Regions from separate parts of the Macaca mulatta genome. Here region 2 is linked to region 1. A link is a contact called in public Hi-C data. All regions are on one chromosome and are shown on one strand. Each heading gives the region's core, a stretch centred on a gene start, on an enhancer-like site or on the middle of the called end of the contact. The rest is flanking DNA. Distances are from core to core; before and after follow the strand shown.

The links. A called contact is a pair of places that touch in the nucleus more often than the background predicts.
Region 2: a contact with region 1 is called in a Hi-C map of blood, with 2.0 times the contacts expected there. The contact joins the promoter of BCLAF1 here to the promoter of MTFR2 in region 1. A contact is called at or near these places in 3 of 14 Hi-C or Micro-C datasets (CD4 T cells, blood and fetal cortex germinal zone).

What each region holds. Positions count from the first base shown.
Region 1 is chr4:41,350,399-41,353,782 of T2T-MMU8v2.0, reverse strand. MTFR2 (mitochondrial fission regulator 2) reads left to right here and starts at 1,468. Exons shown (of 10, transcript XM_077999444.1): 1 at 1,468-1,735; 2 at 2,653-2,769.
Region 2 is chr4:41,386,213-41,389,513 of T2T-MMU8v2.0, reverse strand. BCLAF1 (BCL2 associated transcription factor 1) reads left to right here and starts at 1,371. Exons shown (of 13, transcript XR_001444478.3): 1 at 1,371-1,504. LOC106998138 (a long non-coding RNA gene) reads right to left here and starts at 1,767. Exons shown (of 6, transcript XR_013416220.1): 1 at 1,412-1,767.

The sequences.
Region 1 (3,384 bases), core at 219-2,718:
AGAAAGCAAGCCACCATATTTTTTAACACTACTCAGAGACAACAGAAAAGCTAGCTTTGTGGTGTCAGAAAAGCTTTCTTGGACCTTATCATTCTAAGAGTTCAGGAAAATCTAATTTCATGTAAAAATGAGCAACGGAAAAAATGTCCAATCACATAAAAGGATTTTGTCAAAATGGAATTATGAATGCTTTAGTAAACCGTGGAGGAAATACCTCTGAAGAATTTAGAAGAAAGTTGTCAGCAAAGCATTCATGGATGTAGTATTTGACCTGGGTCCTCCTTGCTATCTGAATCAGTTGGAATATTAAGCTATGCTAATAGTGCAGCTGGAACAGTAGTGGTTCCCTTCTTATTCTTCAGGAATGTTTTCATTCTGACTCTGCTGTTTGATAAGAGAGTGGGAAAGGGAGGGGGTTATAAAGCCATGATTTATTCACAAGGGCATAGGGAAGGACAAGGAACTTGAGAAAATTGTGACTTACTCCATGTGGGGTTTCTGATCCATCATCATCCTTGTTCTGCACTTTCAACCATATCCAGCTCAGACTACTGGGCATATCACTGTAATTGCTATCAATTGTTTTGCTAGTTGCTTAGTCCCAAATCATTCTTTATCATCTTTTCTGTCATACCACATTTAGGTATTTTATTCAACAAACGAACTGAATGCCTATTATATACCAGACACTCTTCTAAAGCACTGGGGAAAGATACAGCATGGATCAAAACAAATTCCTGTTCTCCTGGAGTGTACAATTTTGTTTGGTGGTAGGGGAAGCATATCTGAATATGACGGTAAGTGCTATAGAGAAAAGCAAATGAGGGTTAGAATGGAAAGAGATGCCCCACTGGCATGTAAGCTCCAGGAGACAAGGACCTGCCCTGCTGATTAAGGCATTTTTCGTGCTTAGAATGGTGTCTGCTACGTAGTAGATATCCATTATTGGTTGAATGAGTAAATGATGTAAATTTAAAACTTATATTTTCAAATTATGTCAGTAGCAGACACACATCTTAAATTGTTATATTACTCCAGTGCACGTCTTGCTGAAGTTCAGAAGCGGAAGCTATTTCGTATGAAGCCAATAATCTCAAATCAGAAATGAAAACAGATACCACCTGTCATCACTTGCCGTCCTCGGCTAAGCCAGGAGTGTCCGACCCATATTCGGTAGCCTGGATACTTAGGTGTATTTAGTGAACTAACAAATGCATCCTAGCCACTGCAAAGCTTCAGAACCCTAGGGGGTAGTGCTTGGCTTCTGCTAGTCCCACAGGTATTTTAATATTAGCTGAACAAATGAAATAACCAAAAAATAAATCGCGACTGTGTCAGGTGAACTTGGGAAGGCGGATGCGCTTAGGGTCCGGCTGTAGTGAGTAACGCACTCCCTGCGAAGAGTTATATGGAGTACGAACTCTGGCCTGCGAGTCCAGCTCACGGCTTTGTACCTAAAACCTTGCCTTGCGCGAGGGCCGCCGTCCTAACGCGACCTGCCCTGCCCGTCATCTCCTATTGGCTGCCTCTCGGAAGACCCGCCTCTTGAGAAGGAAAAGCCGTCGCTTGCCGAATTGCCTGACGTCATGCAATGACCAATCAGAAGCAGCGATCTTCAGTTTTGCCCAGTGAGACTGGGTACGGGTCCTGGCCCGCGGAGTTTGATTTCGTCCTGGGATGCGGAAGTAGCTGTCCCGTCATGCGGAAGTAGCAGTCCAGTCCTAGGGACTAGAAAGTGGGTTGGTTGGGTGCGGGAGGAGGTGGGCGAGCTTCCCGTAACGTTACCCTGGCTGAACGTGAGGCTCCAGGGCTGGGCACTGGGTCGACCTCTTGTTCCTCGCTGAGGTCATCGTTACCGCCTGTGGCTGCAAGCCGAGGCGCGCGGGTGGAAACTGGGTCGAGGTCTGGGTAGACGTCTGAGCGATGTGGACAAGGAGTGGCGCAGTTTGGAATTCGATTGAGAATTCCTAACCCCTCCGCTTGATGTTCTGGTGATTCCCGGGGTCTCGGCTTCGGAGGAAGGTGAGCAAGGCTACCACGCTGTGTTTGGAGAGCACCGGGAAGCTTGTGGCCAAAGCGAGGGACGCGATCCGGCTCTGGTCACGGCCTGTTACTAGATGGGTGACCAAGTCACGTCACCTATCTGGAATTCATGCTTGTTATTTTAAAAGAGCGAGGAGGGATGGGCAGTACTTCGATATGTGTGTGAGAAGAGCTGTTCATTTTTTTAAAAACTTTGAGTCGGGCCCTTGCCTGTTTTCAAGGGTCGGCTAAACTCACCCATCTGCTGAGTCTCAGCCCAAAGCTTTCAGGAAAGCGAGCTTCGCTGTGGCATGTAACTTGAAGCCTTGCCTAAGTAGATGTCCAGTTTGTTCTTGATTGGTCTCTGTTAACTAGGCCCGTTCATAAGCTCAGACATCCTATGAGGTTTTAATGTAATTTAACCAATAAATTGAAATTTCCTTTACAACCCTCTCTTTCCCCCAGACTTCCCCTTCCTTTCTTTTTCTTTGACTTCCTTCAAAATAGTGCTGGCTAGGAGAAATTAGTTGACGGTGTAGTGTGTATCAAGAGGACTTTTCCAGGTTATGTAGTACAATTTGTGTGGCATTTATTTGTCAAGAGTAACATTTTCTAAAATTTTCCCCAAAGGCACCAAGAAACTGATAATGTTCCTTTGAATTGGCTTCTGTATTTGCTTCATCAATGTCTCTCATACTGAATATCTTAAGAGAGATGCTGGAATATTTTGGCGTTCCTGTAGACCAGGTAAATATCTTTTAATGGATTGGAATGGATCTGTTGTATTTGTTCTTGGGTTTCATTTTGAAATGACTTGTATGTAGTCATTTGATTTAAGGCAAAATTGTTGCTTCTTTTTAGGTGGGACAAAGGTGAGTTTGCAATAGTATAGCTTTGATGGTTTGAGTTAGAAGAGGGATGAGATTATTGAGAACATATTTACCTGATAGGACAAATGCCAACAGAAGATACAAAGGAAGCAAAATACAGACATGACCTTCACAGAATTACATTTATTGCACAGATACATTAAAACTTCTATTCAGGGTAATTTATAAACAAGTTCAATATTTAAACCTCAATAAATCCAGAATAAATCTAATGGAAAGAGGGTGATTTAGGCCTGAGAATTATAAACTGTATTAGTCTGTTCTCATACTGCTAATAAAGACATACCCGAGACTGGGTAATTTATAAAGGAAAGAGGTTTAATTGACTCACAGTTCCACATGGCTGGGGAGGCCTCACAGTCATGGCTGAAGGCAAATGAGTAGCAAAGTCACATCTTACATAGTGGCAGACAAGAGAACTTGTGCAGGGGACTCCATTTTATAAAACCATCACATCTCATGAGACTTATTC
Region 2 (3,301 bases), core at 122-2,621, 36 kb before region 1:
CAATACATGCAGAATAGCAGAGGTGTATTGAGCCTTTATTTATTTTTTTAATATAGTTCATTCACTCAACAAACATTTACTGAGAATATCTCAGACCAGCTGACGCTTAGGGAAATAGAAAAGAACAAACGTTGAATATCGGGGGTGGGGTTTCCCCTGATACCTGCGAATGCTTGGGACATCAGGGCACAACAAAAAGGCCAAAGATTCCTGTGTCCACATCCTGAGGTGGTAATGGGGTGAGGGACAGATTGTACAATAAAAACCTAGGATTCACTCCATGAAAATGTTGTCGTTTTTCTAGTTGAGCTGGTAAATTGGACTGTGAAGAACGAATGCCCTAAGCACAGTGGTAAATTCACAACCAGGGCCCAATACTAGATTCGATTCATTCACTGACACGCTGGTTGCTAATTACAAGTCTGAAATCCATCAAGGTAGTTAACATCCCTAAACATCAAAGTAATAGCTGTTTTAGGCCCGGAGAAGTATAAATGGAAAATGTGCTAAGGCTGCTATTTAAATTCTATTCAAATCAAATGTGGCTTGCCTATTTTCAATCTGACTTATAATTTTGGCCAACCAAGCTACGTTGGGCTGTGTTCCTCGGCTGCCACAAATCATCCTCACACGCTGAACGCTCAACTGCTTCGTGCTCTTTATTTTTTTATGCCTATGCCAACGTTGCCGATGTGGTAAAGCTGTCACCACGCCGTCAGGAGGGCTGCCTCCTTTGGCGCGAGCAGCCTAAGAGGCTTCCGGCTGCTGCGGCGTGAGCTCCGATTTGATCAGACGCCACTCAGGAAAGGGATTTAGATAGTGGCCATTTTTCAACTAAGTGCGTCTGCCGCACTTAATAGCAAAGCAAAAGCCACGCTTTCTAATCTCCAGTTAGGCGTCCAAGAGGAAGAAAAGTGGCCCTTGCTGGCTGAGGGAGCAGCGTGTCTGCAATCACAGCCGCGTTTCGCGTCCCGGTCTTTTCCTCAATGTGGGATTGTCTTTTTGTTTTCTGCCTGGTCTAAGCTGGCCCCACAGAAAGAACAGACCAGACAAGCTTACTGAGGTAAAAAGTAGGGGCGGCGGCGAGGTCTAGAGGGTCTCCTCGGAACTAGGCAGAGACGCCAGCAAAAAGCGCCTTACGGCCAAGCTAACTCAGGCCTAGCAAAATACCCAACCCACTCTACCGCCTCTCCGGCCAAGGCCGTCGCTACGGACCAGAGGGCGGGGCCGCCACACCTTCGCGCGAGACCAGCCACGCGACTTCCCAGAAGGCCTCAGGCAACATCTTAATAGCAGCCAGGAAGCCGGACCAGAGCGGAAGGGTGGGCGGGGCTTGCCCGCATATTTAGCGGCACCCGAGGCCACGCCCCAGATCGGAAGTGACGGAGACGAGCTAGCGCGTCGAAGGTACCTCTATGGTTTTCCTCGCGTTCTTGAGTCGGGAAATGGCCGCTGTGTGGTTGCAACGGAGATAAATCCCCGGAACCGCGATTCGGCGTGTCAGGTAGGCCTCGCGCTGTATTCAAGTTACTCAAGAAGCAGTGAAGACCGAGGACAGGCCATATTTTTGACTTTTCTGTGGGTGGTGACGGGTTGGCGGCAAAAGGAGAACCAAGGAGACGTTGCGCCGTTATTTGTGCGTTTTTTCGTCAGCTTCCTTCAGGTTTTCGAGGCACTACGGGCCGAAAAGGCCGGGCGGGGGCGCTGAGCAGTGCTAACGGCGCGCGCGCTCGTGTTTGCGAACCTGGCTCGAGACCCAGAGCCCGCGCGGCCTCCGGTGCGCGTGCGCATATATTCCTCTTCCACCCTTCCCCCATTTCTTCAGCCTGTATCTCTGCGCGCGGCCGCCTGAGCCTTCCGCGCACGCGCGCTCGTTCCTTTCTTTCTACCCCGCCTACGGCGCCGACGGCCGCCGGAGGTGCAACTTGTGTCCGCCTCTCATTGGCTGGGACTGTCACCTTTCTTCCTGGCCTTTGGGGTTTTGAGAAAATAACTGACCCGCAGCAAAGTGCGTTGAGTAGGTCTGCCCCTTTTCTCGTGGTCTTTAAAACAACTCCCCAGCTTCAGACTACCCGTCAGTTGATGCCTCGTTTTTGTGATGCTACTAGGTTTTAGGGCTCTGTTCTGCCCCTCGCTGCTGACCCTGGTTCTCTGGAGTTAATTTCAGTACCTCCTGCAACCCGCTGTTTTGAAGCTAGCGCGCGCTGTTGACTTGTGGTGGTTGCCTAGTTACGTTTCCCTAGCGAGGGGATTGGGTCTTAGCTGGTGGTTCTGAGCCTGGCCCTGCCCCATCCGGCTGAAAGTGCGGTTCTTCAAGAGTACTAGCGAAGCCGAGTCTTCAGCAAGTGATTCAGCCCGTTTAGTCGTGTCAGAAAAGTTGCAGCCACAGTTGGTAGACAGCTGGTGTGAGAAATGGGTGGGAGTGGCGAATTGGACTTTGCCTTCATTTTAAATTCATGAGTTGGCTTTTAAGATTCGCTGTTAAAATTTATTTCTTCAGAATCAAGCTGAAGTACCAGCAGCTACTTCGCTACCTCAGACTTTTTGAAAAAGCATTTTAGAATTGGAAAAAAATTAAGACAAGTTGAAAGCAAGTGTGGCTAACACTGATGAAAAAGATGAACTATTTCAGACTTGTATCTCATTGCAACAGCGTCTTTCAAATTTTTTCGTATTACAAAGCAAAACAAAATGTATTGCTCCTCGTGTGAATTCTCATTTCAGTTCGACTCTAGTTGAAATGTTAGGATACTGTTTAGGCAGTAAATAACCTTTACGTAGGAAAAACTGCTACAAGGTTTGTGCATTTTTGATCATAACCAATTCAGGATAAATAATTTGATGGGAGGGAAAAAGTGACTCCTCGGCGGGAGTTGAGGCTGCGGGGAGCTATGCTCGTCCCCCTGCACTCCAGAGGGGGCAACAGAGCGAGACCTTGTTACTTAAAAAGGTAGCTCATGGTAAACAATCTTGGAGCGTCTTAGTGATATCATACTTTAACCACTACATTGTGGTGAACGCTGAAATATCTTCTTTAATTCAGGTAATTAAAATGGTGGCAAAGGAAACTGTTTAGCCAGAGCCCTTCTTGACTTTGAAGAACAGTGGTATTGTAAGACTTGGTGACAGACCTGTAGCCCACTGGTAGGCTCAGCTCAGGTCTGGTTTATTTATTTATTTATTTATTTTTGAGACGGAATGTCGCTCTGTCGCCCAGGCAGGAGTGCAGTGGCCCAATCTCGGCTCATTGCAACCTCCCGTCTCCGGGTCCAAGCGATTCTCCTGCCTCAGCCCCCCGCCC